2 separate regions of the Mus musculus genome follow, and region 1 is linked to region 2. Evidence: chromatin contacts called from public Hi-C data. All regions are on one chromosome and are shown on one strand. The core of a region is the stretch at or near the end of the contact, and the rest is flanking DNA. Distances in the headings are between cores, read along the strand shown. Region 1 overlaps P2rx3 (purinergic receptor P2X, ligand-gated ion channel, 3). Region 2 holds the start of Ypel4 (yippee like 4).

What was found. Hi-C and Micro-C count contacts between places; a contact is called where the count stands out from the background.
Region 1: a Hi-C map of erythroblasts shows a contact between it and region 2, with 2.8 times the contacts expected there. The contact joins the enhancer-like site here to the promoter of Ypel4 in region 2. A contact is called at or near these places in 7 of 39 promoter capture datasets (the 3T3-L1 cell line, 3T3-L1-derived adipocytes, the HPC-7 cell line and 3 more), 1 of 15 datasets of contacts at CTCF or cohesin (the NIH/3T3 cell line), 3 of 484 Hi-C or Micro-C datasets (the G1E-ER4 cell line, erythroblasts and granulocyte-monocyte progenitors), 1 of 115 datasets of contacts at active chromatin or transcription factors (memory CD8 T cells) and 2 of 9 other capture datasets (adipose tissue and liver).

What each region holds. Positions count from the first base shown.
Region 1 is chr2:85,011,600-85,014,299 of GRCm38.p6, reverse strand. All of the region lies in intron 8 of P2rx3 (purinergic receptor P2X, ligand-gated ion channel, 3), which reads left to right. Among named protein-coding and RNA genes, the nearest start is that of Gm39868, 21 kb to the right of the region's middle. Within about 2 kb of position 1,444, at least 46 of the 459 cell types and tissues checked have an H3K27ac peak or open chromatin away from gene starts, as enhancers often do. A contact at or near this core is called in adipose tissue and erythroblasts, where this site is marked.
Region 2 is chr2:84,732,935-84,735,634 of GRCm38.p6, reverse strand. Ypel4 (yippee like 4) reads right to left here and starts at 1,431. Exons shown (of 5, transcript NM_001005342.2): 1 at 1,342-1,431.

The DNA.
Region 1 (2,700 bases), core at 195-2,694, 280 kb before region 2:
AGTTCTCTTAACCATTGAGCCATATCTCTGGCCCCCAAATATACATTTCCTTAAAAGATACTCTTTTTTAGACTAGAGACGTAGCTCAGTGGTAGACCACTTTCTTAGCATGCCCAAGGCTGTGGTTCTGAGGTCAGTCCCTAGCATGTCACTAAAAGATATTTGTCTGCAAATATAAGACTCACAGGAAGTAGTGACATGGGCCCCCTTTCTCTCATATAGTTCTGTTACCCTCACAGGAAATTAGCATCCTAGATGGGGGCAGGTAGGTCCTTCCAGCTCCGTATACATTTGTACATATGCAATCTAAAATTCCATGTCTTTGAAGACCTCAAAAGCTCACCTCTGTTCCTTATGTTAAGAGCCCTGAACGGTGAACCTGTGAAACCCTTTCTTTCACACCTGTGCTTCTGACCTCATTCACAGATCACCACACCCTCCCACGCAGAAAGGTTTTGAAACTTGTCAGAAATGACCCACCTTCACCAAGGCTCAAAGCCAGAGTCTTGGTCTGTATTCATTCCTTCTAACTTACCTTCAACTATTATGACTTGCCAACAACACACAAATGTAGTAACTGTAAGATTACAGTGCTGATTAGTAGGGGGAAAGCAGAAGCACTTTTTAAAACTCCTTCACCTTTAGTAAAGAATTTTTTTTTAATTCACTTTACATCCCACTCACTTTCCCCCTCTCCGTTACCCCCTCCCACATTCCTCCCCCCCCTCCATCCTCCCTCCTCTTCTCCTCCAAGAGATTGGGGCCCTTTGGATATCCCTGCACCCTGTCACATCAAATCTTTGCAAGGCTAGGCACATCCTCTCCCACTGAGGCCCGGCAAGGCAGCCCAGCTAGAAGAACATATCCCATGGACAGGCAACAGCTTTGGGGATAGCCCCAGCTGCAGTTATTCAGGACCTACATGAAGACCAAGCTGCACATCTGCTACATATGTGCAGGCAATGATCCAGCCTGTGTAAGTTCTTTGGTCAGTAGTTCTGTCTCTGAGGACTCCAAGGGTCCAGGTTAGTTGACTCTGTTGGTTGTTCTGTGGAGTTCCTATCCTGTTTGGGGCCCACAATCCTTCCCTTATTCTTCCATAAGAGTCCCCAAGCTCCATCTACGAACAGAAGCACTTTTCATGATGTCTGGTTTCTCAGTTTCCCTCTAAGAGTTCCTAAGACAGCATTGCTCCGAAAAGGCAGCTCAATTTTGGATTTCCTCTCTTGGTGTCTGGGACAAAAAAAAAAAAAAAAAAAAAAAAAGGCCTGTTCATCTGCTAGCTGTTCCTCGCGTGCTAGGTGTTTCCAGCAGGCGCTCTGTGTTGGAAACGCACCCACAGCAGCTTTCTCAAAACGCAGAGTTGGCCTGGTTCCGCTACCATATCACAGCGTGCAGATCACTGAGCTCCTCGGCCAACTGAAAGAGTCAGAGCTGAAGTGGGCCCTGGCGCTCGTCACTTCTCTACAGTCTGCATTTCCCCTCCTCCTTCCAAATGCCACAGGACATGTGTCTTTAAAGGCAGCCACTTCAGTCCTTTTCACAGAAAACCATACCGTTGGAAGGCCTCTTCCGTGGGGTATGTTTTTTTGTCGCCATGATCCTTTTCGCTCCTCACCATCCTGTGGTAGTAATGAGAGGGCCAGTGGTCCTGGGTGGACCCAGCCTTTTCTAATGTGTGTTTCCATCCTGTCAGCACAGCAACTGATGTTGTTAGTAGAAAATAGGATCGAAAACTTTTTGAGTGCTGACCAAGGAACTAAGAGGGTTATCTTCTCACCTCTGAGGAACTCTGGGCCTCAGAGTCTCCTTTATCTAGCCAAGGCCACATACCTTATATAGTGCCAGAGAAGGTATTCAAAGACTGGGCCGCTGGCCTCACAACCTACACTTGCAGCTACAGATAACATAGCAGGACCAGTAAGGTTGCCTCCCACGCCCTGCTTGCCCATGTGGCCCAGACTAGCCTACAGCTCATGTGACCCAGGATAGCTAGCTTCTAACTCACAGTAATCCTCCTACTTTCCTGATGCCTAGATGACAGGTGTGGGCCGCTCCAGCCAGCTAGTAATGTGCTTTTAAAAATCAACAGCAGACTTTTTAAATGGCTGCTTTTGCAATTAATCAGGTCCCTAGACTCTTAAGTAAATAAACTTGGCTTCAGGCCTGTCTCTCAGGGGAGGAGTCCCAGCAGGCTCTAAGGATGTGGCCCCCGTCCCAGATGCAAAGAGACTGCCAGGCGATATTTTCCTATCGGTACGGAATCAACTGTAAAAGTGTATTTCAGCTGGCAAAATGACTTCCCAGCAGGCAAAGCTTTGCTGAGAACAGCACCTCCTTCACAGAGAAACCCAAATTCCAGGCCCAACTCTTCCTTCCCAAGTCAAACCCGGATCCTGCATGTTTATTGCTGTTTTTCCTGCTGGTTTAACAGTTTTGAGTCCTGCTTTAGAAAGGAGTTTCCACTACTCTATGGGAGGACAAATCATTTCTAAACAGATATATGAGTGCTTCCAAGGGATTTGTGCACCGTGTTAAAAACCCTTCTCCATTCAGCAAACACTGCTGAATGTCAGCTCGGCATGGGGAAGCCCTTGCAATGGCTGGCACTACTCAAAGATAAATTTGGCTGCCTGCTTCCTTGCACAGGAGTGTTCAGGCCTCAGGGATGAAAACTCTTACAGATAATGATGAGATGAC
Region 2 (2,700 bases), core at 182-2,681:
GGGATCTGCTCACACTCCAGTCCCAAAGTAGCTGAGTGCACTGCAGGCAGAGGATAAGGAGGGAAGTGTCTTCTGTTAACTCCGATAAGCAGGTGATGTGCCTCTGCCTCTCTAGTGGAGCATCCTGCAGCTGTAGGTGGGGTGGCCTGTGTCTCCTTCAGAGATGCCCGCTAAGTGCTCTCGTGATGCTAGACCACCAAGCAGAGGAGGCAGCACAGCTTCAGTTACCCACATAAACAGTCTGTTCTCCTGTCCTCCATGGTGGCCATGAGCACCCGATTCTTCTACTGTCTCGAAGGGCTGTCATGCAGTCTCCACAAATCCCCCTGGGTGAGACCATCTTCAGTTTTTGGTCCTCTACTGTTGTCTTGAGTCCCAGGAAGACACCTTGGGCTTAGTTCAGGGTGACATTGTATTCTGGCCCTTCTTGCTACAGTTCAGCATCACTTCCATGATCTTCCTTCAAGTTTGCCTGTAGTTCACCTCAAGGTGCCACCTTGAAACACCTACTTCAAGGGACCAGGAGATGCCAGGTTTGCCCCCTCCCGCTATCTTCTTCCCTAGCCCTGTCCTTCTGTCACTGTCACGCCTCCCTCCCTGTCCCTTTCTGCTTCTCTGTCCAGCAGAGGAGAAGCTGCAAAGGACAAAAAAATAAAATTAAATTAAAAAATCATAAAAAGGAGAGTTGGGGTCACTTCTCCCATTTCTGCCCTCTCTCGTCATGGGGTGAAGCAAATCGGGGAAATTACTGAGGTCAGAAAACAAAACAAAGGTGAGTGCTGGGAAGAGGACGAGTCCCTGAAGCTGAGATGAGGCTGGACTGTGGGAGGTGGGGGGAGCAGAAGGGCTTGTGCCTGGGAAGACTGGCAACTGAGAGCCTAAGTGACAAGGCAGAGACAGGTGGAACCAGGTGCGAATCCAGTGCCTCTCAGGGAATAAAAAGGGGAGGGGGACTTGTGCTCACAACGGATGTATTCAATTGCTTTGAGTTTTCGCCTCCCCCTGGACCAGGCATTTTCAGTATGGTATGGTCCGAATAATTAGCAGAGCAGCCAGCTCCCAGGGCTGACTCTGGGGGTCTGCACCGGTAGCAAAAACAATAAACAGTGATGTCTGATGCCGCAGCCAAAGTTGCCGGGAAATAAGTGCGAGAGAATCGTCAGAGCTTGGGGAAGGATGGAGGAGCTGAGAGAGAGGAGGGAGCGGAGGCAGCAGGGAGGGGGAAGGGAGGACAAAGGGTGGATGAATAATGCTTTTGCAAAGGAGAGAAAGCAACACACAGCAGGAAGAGGTAATTTGCGAAGGGGAAAAATTGATTTGGAGAAGGGCTGCCCCCCTCACCTTGAGGTCTGCTCCAGAGATCTCCGTCTATCTCTTTCAATCTCTCTGTTCACTCTTCTCTCTTCTCTGTTGGTTCCTTCAATTGGGAAGGGGATGGGATTGGGGGAGGGTAGTTGAGGGGCTGAGGTCTGGGACTGCAGGCTGGACAGCTGCTGGGGGGCAGAGGTTGCCTCTTGCTCTGTACCTCGGTCTGTGGGTAAATGTGGCTGTGTGTTGTGGAACTGCATCATAACACTGTGAGTCATCCAACCCCCCACCCCCCTCACCTCCCACGTCAGAGCAGGGCTGGGAGACACAGGAGGCGGGTTGAGAGGGAGGGAGGGGGCAGGCATCAAGGGACCAGGCTAGAGGGGTGATGTTAGGGAGTGGGGGCAGAGAGATGGCTGGCATAGGGGTGTCGATGTAGGTGGTAAGGAAAAGGAGAAATAGGTTGTTAAGGAGCAAGGCTGTGTGACCAAGGAAACGGAACCCGAAGAAGGGCAGGGATGGAGTGAGGGTGGCAGGGAGGGAGCAAGGATGGTGAAGTGAGGTGGATCTAGAGAGAGCCAGGAAGTACACTCGCACTCAACATGATACATTTCCACTTCAACTCTGACATCAGCTCTGATGCAGGGTAAGGTAAAGAAGGATATATTAATTGTCATGGTTGACAAACCAGGCTCTCAAATGTGTTCAGTACTGAGTACTTGGAAGCTTTAATGTCCATTTCATGGCCCCAAAGAAGCCATAGGTCAAATATGACATCTTAAACCCAGGAACCTCTTATCAACTCCCTCCAAACGGTTTGTGCTGCCAATGGAGACACCTATGTGACATGAGGTTCTTAACAGAGCTGTGAACTTTCAGATCCTCAGGGGAACTTCACTCTGCATCCCAAGACTGCAGTGTCTATTGCAAAGTCCAGCATGCTGAAGATATTTGCAAAATAGTTGTTTGCTTTCATCTTCAGACAAGGGCTATGTGTCTGGCTTTGATATCCAAGACACCGGTGTTGAAATCTTAGCTTTGCCAATTATTCACCAGGAACCCTGGGCAAATGACTAATCCTCCTGCACTATACAATTCCTCTTCTGACCAGTGAAGCTAATTCTATTTACCTCCAGAAGAAGTGACTATGTGAGACAGCTTGTAAATTTCCAAAGTGCCTGACATATGATAGGCACTAAGTAAAGAGTAATGAAATTTTAGGTTGTTCCCTCCTTTTGTACTTAACTTTTTTTTGGGGGGGGGTGGTGTTCGAGACAGGGTTTCTCTGTATAGCCCTGGCTGTCCTGGAACTCATTTTGTAGACCAGGCTGGCCTCGAACTCAGAAATCTGCCTGCCTTTGCCTCCTGAGTGCTGGGATTAAAGGCGTGCAC